3 separate regions of the Mus musculus genome follow, and regions 1 and 3 are each linked to region 2. A link is a contact called in public promoter capture Hi-C data. All regions are on one chromosome and are shown on one strand. The core of a region is the stretch at or near the end of the contact, and the rest is flanking DNA. Distances in the headings are between cores, read along the strand shown.

Region 1 (4,787 bases), core at 1,511-4,010, 2.6 Mb before region 2:
GACAGTGTCTTTGGATGACAAGAAGGCAAAATTTTATTAATACAAAATGCTGACTATATTCTGGGGCAGGGAAGATTTTATCAATACAGTTAACTAATACTACTGTATAGCACTTTAAACCCTGAAGTATTTTCTCCAATTTTATGCGAAAGGTATATAACAGATTGGTGTTTATTAAAGAGCCAACCCTCTCATCTATTAAACAAACCACAGTGATTTGGAATATAACAACTTCCTCAACAACTTTATGACTGTTATTCCTTCAGTAATGCCCCAACTGATCAAAACAAAACAGAGCAATGATGCACATATTCTCATTATCTGCTGGCTCATGGGATTTCATCTAAGTCAAAGGTTCTCAACCTCCCTAATGCTGTGACCCTTTAATACAGTTCCTCATGTTGTAGTGACCCCCAAACATAACATTATTTCATTGCTACTTCATAACTGTAATTTTGCTACTGCAATGAACCATAATATAAATATCTGATATGCAAGATAATTGATACACAACCCCCAAAGGGGTTGAGACCCACAGGTTGAGAACCTATGACCTAAGTCCTACCTGGGCTAGTAAATGTATAGTATTTTGAATATTATAAACAGTAACCAACACACCGAATTACAGCCCCAAAAGTGTTCCCTCCACCCTTTACATATAGTTCTAAAAGTTAAGAGTTAAGAATCTTACAATCCTCAAAAACACAGAAAGGGTATTTATAGTTTGACAAAGTTCTAAAGATTAACAGTAAGAAAAACCCATAAACACACAAATCTTAATAGTATCATAGAATAGATTATATGAAAAGTACCTTCATGTAAACTAGTAAGATTATGTCACATACCCACAACACATGGATATTGCATCAAACCATCAGTTGCAATTAGCTCAAGGACTACTTAAGAGGCAGTCCTAAAGTGAGCTGAAGATGAGGAAGAGGGAGATCGAGGGAGGGAGGAGGAAGAAGTGGGGGGAGGGAAGAGGAGGAGAGGGAGAGAGAACGTGTTAAAATTTCTAGAAATTTCTAGCATTTTGTAGTGAACGGGGAAGACCAAAATCTAGCCCAAGTCAGTTTGGCAGCCCCATATGTTCAGATGTACCGTATCTACGTTCAGCAGAAACAATTTGATTTCTAGTAACAATGATTAATCACGATGCCCATGTCTACAACCACCTCAGAAGCCAGAACCATATTTTACCAATACCGAAAGGTCCAACAGTGTTTTCTCTTACAAATTCGTAAGAAAACTTACTACATACTACCAGACCAGACTGCGCAGTCTGATCAATGCTTTCCAGCTAGGGAGTATGCCATAAGCGTAACATGCTTTGCAGCACATTTTACGAGCATCAAAGACACCAGGGCACCAAGGGGTTCTTTTTTTTACCCTGCGCTTCAACAAATACTGTAGATTTGAAAGCTTTACAAAGGCATTTGCTCGGCTGGGCACCTGGGTCCTCCTTCCAAATCCAGACGACACAACAGCTCCACTGCCTCATACCACACACTGTACCTCACTGGGACTCAGACACCTGAGCCACCTAGACCCACAGAGTGGGACTGTCAGCTCCCAGACGTCTGCGGTCGTGCACGACGCACTGGGCCAGCTGAGCCCTCCCAGGAGCTTTCAGTGGTAACCTCGGCCCTCGATCCGGCGCCGAGTCTCCATAGTAAAGCCCTTTCTCCCCGTTAGAAGACGCAAATACGTTCCAAAGAAAAGATTATCATCATAGGACTGTTTCCACAAAGGGGAGAAGAAAAGAGATGGCTCTTCTCTAGGCAAATAAAAATAAAAATAAAAACTCTTGATGCGGTGGGAGACCGAGCTGGATTAGGAAAGCCAGCTCCTAGTGCCAATTCCCTGACAGCCTACACAGCTGTCGGTTCACCCGAGCTCAGTTTTACTAGCCGCAAAATGGGAAACCCCGGCGCCGCCCCCTCCCCCCTCCTCCCCGGGGAGTCGGACCAGGACCCGGGTCCCCAAGGCGACCACACACCTGGCTTCACCGTCTTCAGACGGATGGGCTCGCGGAAGTGGCGGATGACAGCCAGAGTGTCCCGGTTGGTGAGCCCACTGACCGGCGTCCCGTTCACCTCCAACAGCACATCGCCCGGACTGGGCGCCTTGCCCGAGACCACGCAGCAGGTGCCTCCGCCGCCGCCAGCCTCGTCGCGGAGCCGCCCCAGGTAAGGGAACTCGCCGCGCTCGGCGCCGCCGCGGATCTCGGCGCCCAAGTCGCCCGGGGGCCCGGCCCAGGATACCGCACACTCCTGCACCTTGCTGAGCCAGTGCTTCTTCTTCTTCAACGTCTTCGACATCCCGACCTCCGCTGCACCATGGGGAGCCCCCGCGCGGGCGGCCGCGGTGCCGCTCCGGGCCCCGCGCACAGCCCGGCCAGAGGGGCGCCGCCGTCGACCCCCCGCCTCAGCCCGCCGGCCGCGCGCCGCCGCGAGCCGCCCCTCTCGCGGGCCGCTGAGGAGAGCCGGAGGGAGCGCGCGCCCCGCGGGCGGCGCCGGCGGGGTCTCCGGGCGGGGTCAGCGCCGACGGCCGGGACTCGGCGCCCGCGCGGCGGGAAAGGCTGAGGCAAAGGGGCGGGAGCTGAGGGAGCGGCTGGAACCGAGGCTCGTATCGGTACGCGCGCACCGAGCTTAGTCGCTCGCTGGAGCGCGGCTGCTGCGGAGCCGGAGCGCCGAGACCAACGCCTGCCCCAGCTGCCAGGAAACTGGCGCTTTCAAACCCGCCGCAACCTCCTCCCCGCTCGGCCCCTCCCCCGCCCTCGCCGGCCCGGCCCCGCCCCCTCCCGCAGCGCAGCGCCCGGCGCGTTGCCGTCACCAGCTCTGCTCCGGAGGACCCGCCCAGTTCTCGGCTCCGCACCGTGGATTGGGTTCTGGCAGCTGGGGGCGGCCCTCGGCGGGCATGCTGATTTCTGATTGGGTGGTCTAAGTAGAGGAGGCGGGCACTAGAATGACTGAAGTTTAGAGAGGGAGGAAAAAAGAAGTTTAGAGTGTGAGGGAGGGAGAAGGGGGAGGGAAAAGAGAGGGTTGGTCTGGGAGCGGGCACAGGTCGCCTAGAGGGGAGAGGCCCTCCAGCCAGGGGCTGGAGCCAAGGGAAACTCAAACACTGAAAGGACCCTGGTCCCCAAGGTGGGGCGTGCCCAGCTGGGCAGGGGGCGGGGCCTCGGAGCTGGAGCCCGAAGGCGATCCTGGGAGTGCTTTGCCTGGATCCTGGGAGTCCAGTGCCCAGCTACTCCGAACGGTGGAGCCACTAAATGGGCCTGTTAAGGCTGAAACGGATTCTACGGGTTTGAATTTGTTAATTCGTTCAATGAATGTTCTTAAATGATCCATTGGCGAAATCCTGTTAATTGAGGGTAAAATACAGTCCAGTGCTCGAATGCTGTGTGATCTCGGGCAAGTTAGACAGCCTGTCGGAAACAAGCTGAGAGTGAAGATCATTAATTACACTAGCTACTGAACTCCAAGAATGAAGAAAACAGTGATCCTGCTCTCGAGGAGACTGCAGCTTAGCGAGAGAGACTGACTAGAAGATCATTTGAGGAAAGCGGGAAGGAGATGGATTAAAAAACAACCTGGTGCCTGCGGAGCTAAGTCCTGACACTGGTGGCTTGACCTTGACCAGATCTCTGCTTCGCGTCTGCTTGTTTGTAAGAAGGTGGAAGAAGTGACTCAGAACAAGGGAGACCTCAGATCTCTCCCAGCTCTAATTTTTCAGAAACACTTAAGCTTTTTTTCTTCCTTCATTGAACGCGTGCTTTCTCGTCTTTGGAATGCCCTCTGTTCGTAAATGTTTCACCTCATCCAAATAGTCGTCCAGTATTTCTTGGAAAGTGTTTTCTCTGAACTGGGGCACTTGTCTCACTTTTGTGACAGGGCATGTCTTCTGACTCCCTTTAATGATAGCCCTTATTTTAAACTCCGAGGAGCTCTACAAACTAGATCAAGCTTCAGACAGCTACAGTGATTTCCTTCACACCATTGAACTGGGGAAATAAAAACACTAAATGTGGGCTGGACTCAAGAAACAATAAGGGAAGTGGAGCCCTGGAGCTGCAGGCTTGGGACCTGCCAGGCAGAGACAGGACCTTTATCTACACCCTGATGGAGAGATTGCCAGACTGTAACCTTCAGTCCTTGATTGTCTGCTGAGCAGTCACCCAAGAGAGAAACTACATTTCTTTAATACCACCCTCCATCCTGCTGAGGCTCCCTCTGGCCAAGTGGATTGGAAGCCAGATGGCCTTCACACTTATGATGGGGGTAGAGAAAGCCCAGCGTCTGGAACCCAATGGAGTAAATACTTTTCACAGGCATCATGTGGATCATTCAAATAGACCAACATCTGAAATTTAAAAAAAAATTTAACTTGTTTTATGGACAACTAGTTAATACTAATAAATTCCTGAATGAATACTCGATTGCCTTCACATCTTCTATTTTTGCTGAGACTGAAACACAATGCTCTGCCTAAACTGTATCTGTTTAGAATGGCTCTGGCAACAAGGAACAAAACATCTGACAAATAATAGCTTAGAGCACACTGTCATTTATTACATCTTTAACATAAAGTTTAAGTGTGGTAGTTTGAGGACTAGTTGGACAGTCTATTATCAAGGTCCGGAGCTCTTTGTGTTTACTCTTCCACATCATATCCATATGAACTTTTGTCTCCAAGCCTGTCACCTATTAATTACAAGGTTGTCATAGCTCCAGACATCACATCCTCAAAGGTCATTATATGAAGCAAGAAAGAAGGGTAAGAAAATG
Region 2 (4,741 bases), core at 1,720-4,219:
TTCTTGGAAATACTGCTTTAAAAATTTTGTTTGAAATTCATAAGAAAAAGCTCATGAAAAGAAAAATAAGGAAGAGAAAAGGAAAAGAAAAAAAGGTGAAGAAAGATAAACTTGAATGATGGGGGGACTCATTTTCTCACATTTGGAAGCTCAGCTAGATGTCATTAGTAGCTTACATAGGGTAAAGATCTTTATAATAAGGCTATTGTTTAAACTAGGAGCTGTTATCTGAAACTCTCATGCAGTCCATCCAGTAGACATCATATCATTTTACTACCCTAAAATGATAAAGAACTTTGTAGTAAATGGTATTATTCTACTTTCGGAGAATGGACAATCAGTAGAGAAGATTTGCATCTCTACCCCAACATAGAGATGAATGGATTATGTTGTAAGTTCTTACCTATTGCTTTTGGAAATACATATTTTCCTCTTTATCAAAACCTTTCTTCCTAAACCAAGTATCCAACCTTCCTCTTGTCCAAGAGCAGCAACCCTGGAGGCCAGCTTTATACAGGTGTCTAGTTTGACCCAATGCATACACCTAAAGTGGTAGCTAGTCCTGAAACCATCCTGAGGGCAAGTTCCTAGTATAAAGAGCAATGTCCTAAGGGCAGATGCCTAGTCTACAGAGCAACCTACAAACAGTGGATGCTTGTTGGTGTATAAAGTGCTGTGAGCTGATTATCAGCAAAAGCCAAACCACTATAACCAAACCAATATACTAGTCATTGGATAGAAACTGGAAGGAGGGGAACGGCTATAACTTCACAAAAAGCTTTACCTTTCCTTCTGATCATGTGAAATATCCAGGCTAGAAGGAATCTGTGCCCTAACTCAAAGCCACATTCAACCAAAATTATTGTATTTAAGTCTCAGACTCTGCCCTTTGATACACCCAGCACTTGTCTGTTGAGTAAACTTGCCATATACTTTCAGTTGCCTAGTAGGAAAAAGGGCTTGGTGCTTCCTGTGACCATGTGATTAGTCTCTCTTGCTTAATTTCATTTCTACCATGCCTGTGGCAGGAAGTGGGGGAGTAATACTTCTTTGAGTACATATGTAGTGCCTTGTAACTGGAAATGTTAATGGTTCCAGTCTCTATAATACATTCATAGTAGTCTTCTCTCTGAGGGAGTCTTTGGAAAACTCCTGAACTCCTGTATATTGTGTGCACTCTCCCTACTTTATAGAAAAGAGCATATTATTTTGTGTTATGTGTGTCCTAATATCTGCCCTCCATGGTAATCTCTTTGTGATTGACAACCACATCCGTTAACTTTGTGTTTCTAGAACCTGAGCACAGTGCCTGGCTGTTGGGACATTGCAGGGTAGTGGGGAATGAGGAAGCTAAGCACTAGTCTGAGGCTTCTAGGCAGTCAGAGGACATAGAAGATATCAAAACAACAGAGGTTTTCCTTTATATATTTGCCTCTTGCTAACAAAAAACTTGAAATCCTTTGAGTGGTAGTGAGGTAGTTGTGTTGGCCTAGGCTGTGAATCACTTCCTGTGAGCATAAAGATAAGCAAACATCATATCTAAAAGCAAAATAACCTTAACTGGCCCACACAGGAAACCACATTTCAGTTTGGCATCTGCTCTTAATCAACCAGTTTCAAAGCAGTGAAGATTTGGATCGAGATTGAGAAAGCAAAACATTGCTCACACAGCAGATAAAATTCTTCTCTGGCTCAATCTTCTAATAGATATGATTACCAAGAAAAGCTCCTCATGGAAAAAACTATTACTGGGCAAATTCTCCATTCTTCTTCATTTCTCCTCTGTATCAACAGTATACTGTCAGACATCAAAGGGTGCCTAACCCATGGTTTTTAACTTAGTTCACTTAGGTCACTATTTATAAACATAAGGTTTAGTAGCCTCTGAGGGTGGCTCTGACAAGCTGCAACTAACTCCCAATCATCTCCCTTGAATTTTAGGTGAGAAAATGTGGACATGGATACTTTACTTTCTCCCTTTTAGATTATAATCAAATGAGCTCTTCACAGCTCTTGGACCAAGAAAGACCTGATACAGACATTTTGTATTGACCAAAGCTTGACTATCATTTTGCTGAATACTTACACCCTAGAATGGCTTGCAAGTTGGAAACTATTACTGTATCAAGTTATGTGGGTTTCCTCTCTGCTGCACATTTTATGTGAAATTTGTCAATGTTCAAGCTTTGTGTATCACAGACCATTTAAAGTGAAGAAAGAAGCCCTTCAGATCACAATGTTTACCTTCCCCCAAACTAAGCCATAGGAATAAAATACATGAAGTACATTGCAGAACACCTATGTTGCAGGTTTTTTGTATCTATCTTATATCAAAACATGACATTCTCAGCACTAACTTTCCTTTAAAATGTTTTCAAACAAAGACAACATGTCTTCTGGCTACTGTTCTAAATCACTCTGGTTATGATTTTCCTCCCTGCTCTAAAATGAAACTTCAAGTTTTTGAAGAAAAAACAACATAGAAGATCTCCCCAATTTCATCTCATCTCACCTCAAAAACTTCAAGCATTAGAAACCACCATATACAGTAAGCAATTCAAGTGGCATAATAATGTAAGCTTATGAATACTTAGGCCCAAAGAGATATCAGAAAATAAAACACCAATTAAATCAAAGTATTTCTAGCCCAGTTGCCTAAGGGAAGTGCTGATCTAAATATTTGTAAACACATCACATTTTAAAGTTACTAAAGGGATGTGTGGAGACTCTCAAAATGCTATGTGCCTTATTAGCTGATTTAGAGCTGTTAAAAGTCATAAATCTTACCTTTTGAAGGCAGTGTCCCTCAGTACTTCAGGTAGAATTCACTGATTATCTTTTAGGTGGCCAGCACAGCCTGTAACCCAGAAGTCTATGTCTATTTGTGTAAAAGGAGAAGTGAAGAGAGAAAAAATACAATCATGCTGTGACGACAGGAAACCCAAGCGAGAAGAGTGAGGAAGTGAGACTGAGTGTTCTCTCTTAGGCTCAGATAGTCAACTGTTCCTCAGTGAACTTGCAGAGGCTTCCACTCCCAGCCTATTCTAAGCTGGTTTCTGGAAGCTAAAGAAGGTCTGACACACCAATCTGAGTTCTGGTGAACTTTACAGTAATTTGAGTGATATTTCCTGGCCATAGAACAGTGCTTCTCAATTGAAGCAGCAACTACAAAATACCCGTGGGTCTGTTTCTGTGTATGTGTCCCCACCGTTTGACCACAAACTATACTACTAAACCATACTGACCAAGCCAGCATGGTACTGGAATGAAACCATACTTGTAGATCAATATAGCATAGTAGAGGACACAGAGATAAACTTGTGTAGGATTGAATATCTACTTTTGGACAAAGGTGTATCAAAACATGAACTAGAAAAACAAAAATGCAGCTGGAGAGATCGCTCAGCAGTTAAGAGCACTGACTGCTCTTCCAGAAGTCCTGAGTTTAATTCCCAGCAGCCACATGGTGGCTCACAACCATCTATAAATGGGATCTAATGCCCTCTTCTGGTGTGCCTGAAGACAGCTACAGTATATACATATACATATACATATACATATACATTATACATATACACACACATACACATACACATACACATACACATACACATACACATATACATATACATATACATATACATAATAAGTAAACAAATCTTGTTTAAAAAAAAACTATCTTGGGTATTCTAGGTTTCTGGGCTAATATCCACTTATCAGTGAGTGCATATCAAAGGATTTCTTTTGTGATTGGGTTATCTCACTCAGGGTGATACTCCAGATCCATCCATTTGCCCAAGAATTTCATAAATTCATTGTTTTTAAAAGCTGAGTAGTGCTCCATTGTGTAAATGTACCATATTTTCTGTATCCATTCCTCTGTTTAGGGACATCTGGGTTCTTTTCAGCTTCTGGCTATTATAAATAGGTCTGCTATGAACATAGTGGACCATGTGTCCTTTTTACCAGTTAGAACATCTTCTGGGTATATGCCCAGGAGAGGTATTGCTAGATCTACTGGTAGTACTATGTCCAGTTTTCTGAAGAACCGCCAAACTGATTTCCAGAGTGGTTGTACCAGTTTGCAATCCCACCAGCAATGGAGGAGTGTTCATCTTTCTCCACATCCTCCCCAGCATCTGCTGTCACATGAATTTTTGATCCTAGCCATTCTGACTGGTGTGAGATGGAATCTCAGGGTTCTTTTGATTTGCATTTCTCTGATGATTAAGAATGTTGAATATTTTTTCAAGTGCTTCTCAGCCCTTCCATATTCCTCAGTCAAAAATTCTTTGTTTAGTTCTGTAACCCATTTTTAATGGGGTTATTTGAATTTCTAGAGTTCAGCTTAGTGAGCTCTTTGTATATAATGGATATTAGTCCCATATCAGATTTAGGATTGGTAAAAATTCTTTCCCAATCTGTTGGTGGCCTTTTTGTCTTATTGACAATATCTTTTGCCCTATAGAAGCTTTGCAATTTTATGAGGTCCCATTTGTCGATTCTTGATCTTACAGCACAAGCCATTGCTGTTCTGTTTAGGAATTTTTCCCCCGTGCCCATATCTTCGAGGGTTTTCTGCACTTTCTCCTCTATAAATTTCACAACTTCCAAAACACAAGAAAATCAAGAAGGAAGACCAACGCATGGATAATTCATTCCTCCCTAGAATAAGGAATAAAATATCCATGGAAAGAGTTGCAGAGACAAAGTTTGGAGCTAAGACGAAAGGATGGATCAT
Region 3 (4,675 bases), core at 366-2,865, 2.2 Mb before region 2:
AAATCTGCCTGCCTCTGCCTCCTGAGTGCTGGGGCACACAGGGCCTCTTTTCAATCTCTGGTTCTTCATCCACAAAACTAAGTAGAGGGCCTATTTCGGAGGATTAGGAAAACCAGTGTAGGTAGGGAGAGGTCGAAGAGCAAATGGCGGGGAGGGCAGGATCTTGGTATGCAGTAAGAGCCTTGGAAGCCAGAAGGCCTGACTTTAAAAAATATTCTCACTGGGTGTGATGGAGCACATGCCTTTAATAGCAGCACTGAAGCAAAACCAGGCGGATCTCTTGAGTTTGAGGCCAGTCTAATCAACGTTACAAGTTTCAGGCCAGCCAAGAGAATACATAATAAGGCCATGTCTCAAAACACAAAATTAAACAAATAATCTTAGCGGTAGGGAGACAGAGGCGGGTTGATTTTTTTTTTTTTTTCATGTTTGCTCTCTTAGTTCGAAGCCAGCCTGATCTACATGATGAGTTCCAGGCCAGGTGGAGCTATACACACACACGAGGCTATCTCAAAAAAAAAAAAAAAAAAAAAAAAAAAAAACAAGAAATCAAAAACAACCAACCAAATACCCATCTCGTAATAATAAAAATATCAAGGGTCCTGGCCATCAAGAGTACTCACTAGTTTACCACTTCAAGACACTTTGGAATCTGGGCTTGGTGAAGAACCGAAAATGGCTCTTGTGACACCAGGCTCTGTGGCTTTGACTTTAAATGTTGGCGACTTCCTAGCCTGGTGACTTCTGCCAGTTAACCTCGTGAAGCCCGGGGTTCCTTAGTTACAAGATCTTCTTGGCACCTAATACGGTTGTGAAGATCATACAAGATAATTCTGGTACAGTGCTTACTTAGCATGCAACTGTCCTAATCCCACTAGCCATAATCCCGACCCGTCCCCCAAATCCAGTGTTCATAAACTTCTGGCCTAAGAGCATGCTCATATCAGCGTTTCCAACGTACACACTCTCTGCCCCGGGGCCAGTTTCTCCTGACCGGCTTGTCCTTAAACTAAGCGTTCATCAAATGCCACAGGTCAGGCTCTGTGACGAGATACTTGCGTAAAATCGCACATTAAACTTCCTAACGCCTCCATAGTGGCTGATGTAGCGCAAGGAAACAGGCCCGGAGGGTTCCAGCAACTTCCCAGGGTCCCCGAGCCCGGGTTCCAGGCCCACATCGGAGTCTACCAGTGTCCGTCCATTCAAAATGCTGTTCAGTCCCCGGACTCCGACGGTCCATCGCCTTCGCCCTCTGCACCTCAGGGTCCGCCCTCAGGGCAGTTTTTTTTTCCCCTTTTCTCCTCCAGAGCCTGAGGGGTGAGGCCCACGATGGCGTCCCCGGCACGCGCCAAAAGAAGCTACCCCCTCAGAGCGCTGATAAGGATGTGCGGGGTCTCCGGGCCGCGGCGCCGGGTCACGTGGCGGGAAGGGGGGCGCCGGCGCGCGCGCCCGAGCGAGCGAGCGGGCACGCGCAGCCCGCAGCGTGTGGAGGCGCGAGATGCCGAGCTGGGAGTATGTATGGCAGGGAGGGGGCGGCGGCCGGGAAGGCCGACTCCACCCCCTGTGCGCATGCTCCGGCCCCCGCGGGTTATAAGGCAGCCGCGCCTGCCCCGCCAGACAAAGTGGCGAGCTGCGACGTGACTGGTCGGTCGTGTAGGTGCAGCAGCCAAGGAGCCCGGCGGCGGGCAGGGGACACGAGCGGGACCCCCCCGGCTCCGAGGAACTGCGGCCCGCGCCGCCGCGTCACGCATACTCCGGGCGCCGCGAGACACACATAACGGTTAGTCCGGGCTGAGCGGGCAGCGCGCGGCACGGAATCCGCGGTGCCCTTGGTGCCCCGGTGGGGTCGCGGAGCCCCGCGGGCACGCGGGGACTTTCCTCCCTGGGGCAAGGGTCGGGGCGAGCGACGCGGCATCCTGGGCGCGCGGAGCCGCGTGGCCCGGAACGTGGCGTGGGTGAAGGGGACCTTGAGGCGCTGGGCACAGCGTCTCTCCCGGCCGAGCTGCGGGCCCGTGGTCAGGTGGCGGCCGCCGGGCTGCGGGAGTCGGGTCATGGTGCCCGGTGACCTTGGGGGAGACGCTTCCAGCGCTGCCTACTCTAGGCGCCTGGAGAGATGCTTAGGTCGGGAAGAGGGACGACCTGAGGCCGCTTCACGTGGTGCACTCCTGCCGCCTTCTGCTGGGGCGGGAGTTACTTAGGACTCGTGGCATACCCGCCCAGCCTCCCCGGTCTGCCAATCGGTGTCCCACCAGGTGACTTGCTAGAGTGGTGTGAGGAATGTGAGGAGCTGCATTGCGGACCGCCGGTACAAGACTACGGGGTTCGAGTGAACTTTGAGGAAGGGGCTCTTTATGGTCCAACCTGTGGCTTCGGCGCGTCTGCCGCGGGCACGGGGTCCCAAGGCATCCCTGTGGAGCAGATTTAAACGTCCTTATATTTGGTCAGAGCACACTTTCTGGGCCAAGTACATCCCTTTGCCGAGTACATTTTAGCTTTTCTTTATGATGGCGTTTTTGGTGCAACCAGCAGTTACGAAAACTAGCGTCTGATCACTCAACCAGGAAACGCACGTGTTACTACTTCAGTCTTTTCCCGTTTTCCAGTGGCTCATTATAAACTGGCGGGCTACTGCTAGTAGTTACACAGTGACAAACTACTTTTGTTTTTTTTTACCCATAACTAATTTTGAAATCTTAAGGCGTCATTCCGCTTAGGCTCGGGGTGTGTTGCTCAGTGGCATGAGTACCTACCTGCCTGGCCTACCATGCCTGAGGCTCCAAAGTTTGATCGTCGGCATTGAAAAAAAATTACTTTGGTTTTAAATGAGTATATGCTGATGTGTGAGATTAGTAATTGTACGAGAGTTTGGGAAAGGGTGGATGGGAATTAAATCAAGCAGGGTGGGTTTTTGTTCTCGTGTTTTGCTTGTTTTTCTCAGCTGAATAAGAGACTCTTGAATTTATTTATTCATCATTCATTTATTTTAATTAAGTGGTAAATGGTGCTTCTAAGTCCAAGTCTTCGGGGATGTGTATGTGTGTGTGTGTGTGTGTGTGTGTGAGAGAGAGAGAGAGAGAGAGAGAGAGAGAGAGAGAGAGGAAAAAAGGAGAAGGAAGTGGTCAGTCCATCGCCTTAACCTTTCGGAAATTAAATCCAAGGTGTACAGGCAGGAGGTATAGGCTTTACATAGTGAGACCCTTCTCAAAAAAAAAAAAAAAAAAGTAAAAATGACTAAATTTTACAACTTTGCTTTCCAAGTATCATAAGAAATGACCAATAATTCAAGACTTTAGATGGGGGGGGGGGGTCGACACAGAGCTTCTCTGTGTATCCCTGGCTGTCCTGGAACTCTGTTGACCAGGTTGGCCTTGAGCGCAGAAGAGATCTGCTTCTGCTTCCCCAGTGCTGGAATTAAAAGCGTCTGCTACCATGCCCAGTCCTAGAATAAATGTTTAATTAAGTGTATTTCAGTCATTTCATTGTGGGTTTAAGTAGATGCTGTTGGTTTATCAGATTGTGACCTTGTTAAATATGAAAGTTCTTAGTTTGAGGAGCATTTTGAGAGTTTTAAAGCTTTAGCTGTACGATTTACATAATCCTAAACAGATTAAGGGGGGCAGGGTGGGGGATAAGGTGGTGTAAACTTGGATACCTATAAACTCTGACAAAAAATAGTGTTAGATTAGTATTTTCCCAACTTCTTGAAACTTTCATTCCCACTGTGCCTCAGGAACTTCCTATTATGCATTTCATGCAAGGTCTGGGTCCCCGTATAATGCCTACTTGACTTTTTTTATTTCCCATACTAGGGAATATGGACTAGGAATATGGAACTTGAACACAAAACTGAAAATTGTGGATAGAGAAGTTAAGATTCAGCAGAAAAGAAGATTCTAGTATTTACCCTTGGTTTGTAGTCTAGCTGGAAAGCAGAGGTAGTTGAGTACTCTTAGCAAACAGTTTAGGGGAAAGTAAGGTTACCATGGGAACAAACACTGTTTTGTATAGGTGTGAGAAAATGCTCAATTTAAGGAAACACTAGATATGCCTGCATCTCTGAGGAAATACTACTTAATCTGCAGTTTGATAAAGGGGTGGGAGCTAGTTTGGCATAGGTGGTGATAGGTTGAAAGGGCATTTTTGAAGCTGAAAGAATTTCATCAAAAACTAAAACATAGAAAGGTCAAAAATAATAAGAGGGACTAGAAATGTCAGCCAGTGGAGTGCCTTCAGTCATTGTAAGGCCACAGGAAGAGACTGAACAGTTAAAAGAACTTAGTGTGGCTGGGCAGATTTGCATTTTAGTATCATTCTGGGGATAGCTGGTTAGAGGGGTTTTAGAGTGGGACCATATGTGAATGAATACCTAGGGGAATCCTTGAGAAAAGGAAGGAAGCAGGTTTTGGGTAGGGGACTAGTTAGGTGTTGGAGATAAGAAACGGGTGAAGTTAAGAATGTGGTTCAAGTTGCTAGCTGGAGCAAATATAAATTTTTTTATCTTCATTTTAACCAATGGGAATCCTGAGGTACTGTGACTACACCAGAACTGCCCAATGTATAAAACTCATAGATTAAATTCAAAGCCATTTCTGCCCTCTTGTCTGTTTTCATTGGTGAAACTGAAATTATTTTGTTTCCTCTTTACCTTCTCTACTTTAAGTATGGAAAATGCTAA

The links. Promoter capture Hi-C pulls out the DNA fragments that hold promoters and counts their contacts. Capture Hi-C pulls out chosen DNA fragments and counts their contacts.
Region 1: a promoter capture Hi-C map of pre-B cells shows a contact between it and region 2, with 3 times the contacts expected there. The contact joins the promoter of Magi3 here to the promoter of Cd53 in region 2. A contact is called at or near these places in 2 of 39 promoter capture datasets (the C10 cell line and pre-B cells).
Region 3: a promoter capture Hi-C map of liver shows a contact between it and region 2, with 4 times the contacts expected there. The contact joins the promoter of Slc16a1 here to the promoter of Cd53 in region 2. A contact is called at or near these places in 1 of 39 promoter capture datasets (pre-B cells), 1 of 484 Hi-C or Micro-C datasets (B cells) and 1 of 9 other capture datasets (liver).

What each region holds. Positions count from the first base shown.
Region 1 is chr3:104,217,646-104,222,432 of GRCm38.p6, forward strand. Magi3 (membrane associated guanylate kinase, WW and PDZ domain containing 3) reads right to left here and starts at 2,761. Exons shown (of 21, transcript NM_001159354.1): 1 at 2,000-2,761. The coding sequence starts at 2,321.
Region 2 is chr3:106,787,180-106,791,920 of GRCm38.p6, forward strand. It overlaps Cd53 (CD53 antigen), which reads right to left and starts at 2,970. Exons shown (of 8, transcript NM_007651.3): 1 at 2,788-2,970.
Region 3 is chr3:104,637,049-104,641,723 of GRCm38.p6, forward strand. Slc16a1 (solute carrier family 16 (monocarboxylic acid transporters), member 1) reads left to right here and starts at 1,616. Exons shown (of 5, transcript NM_009196.4): 1 at 1,616-1,780.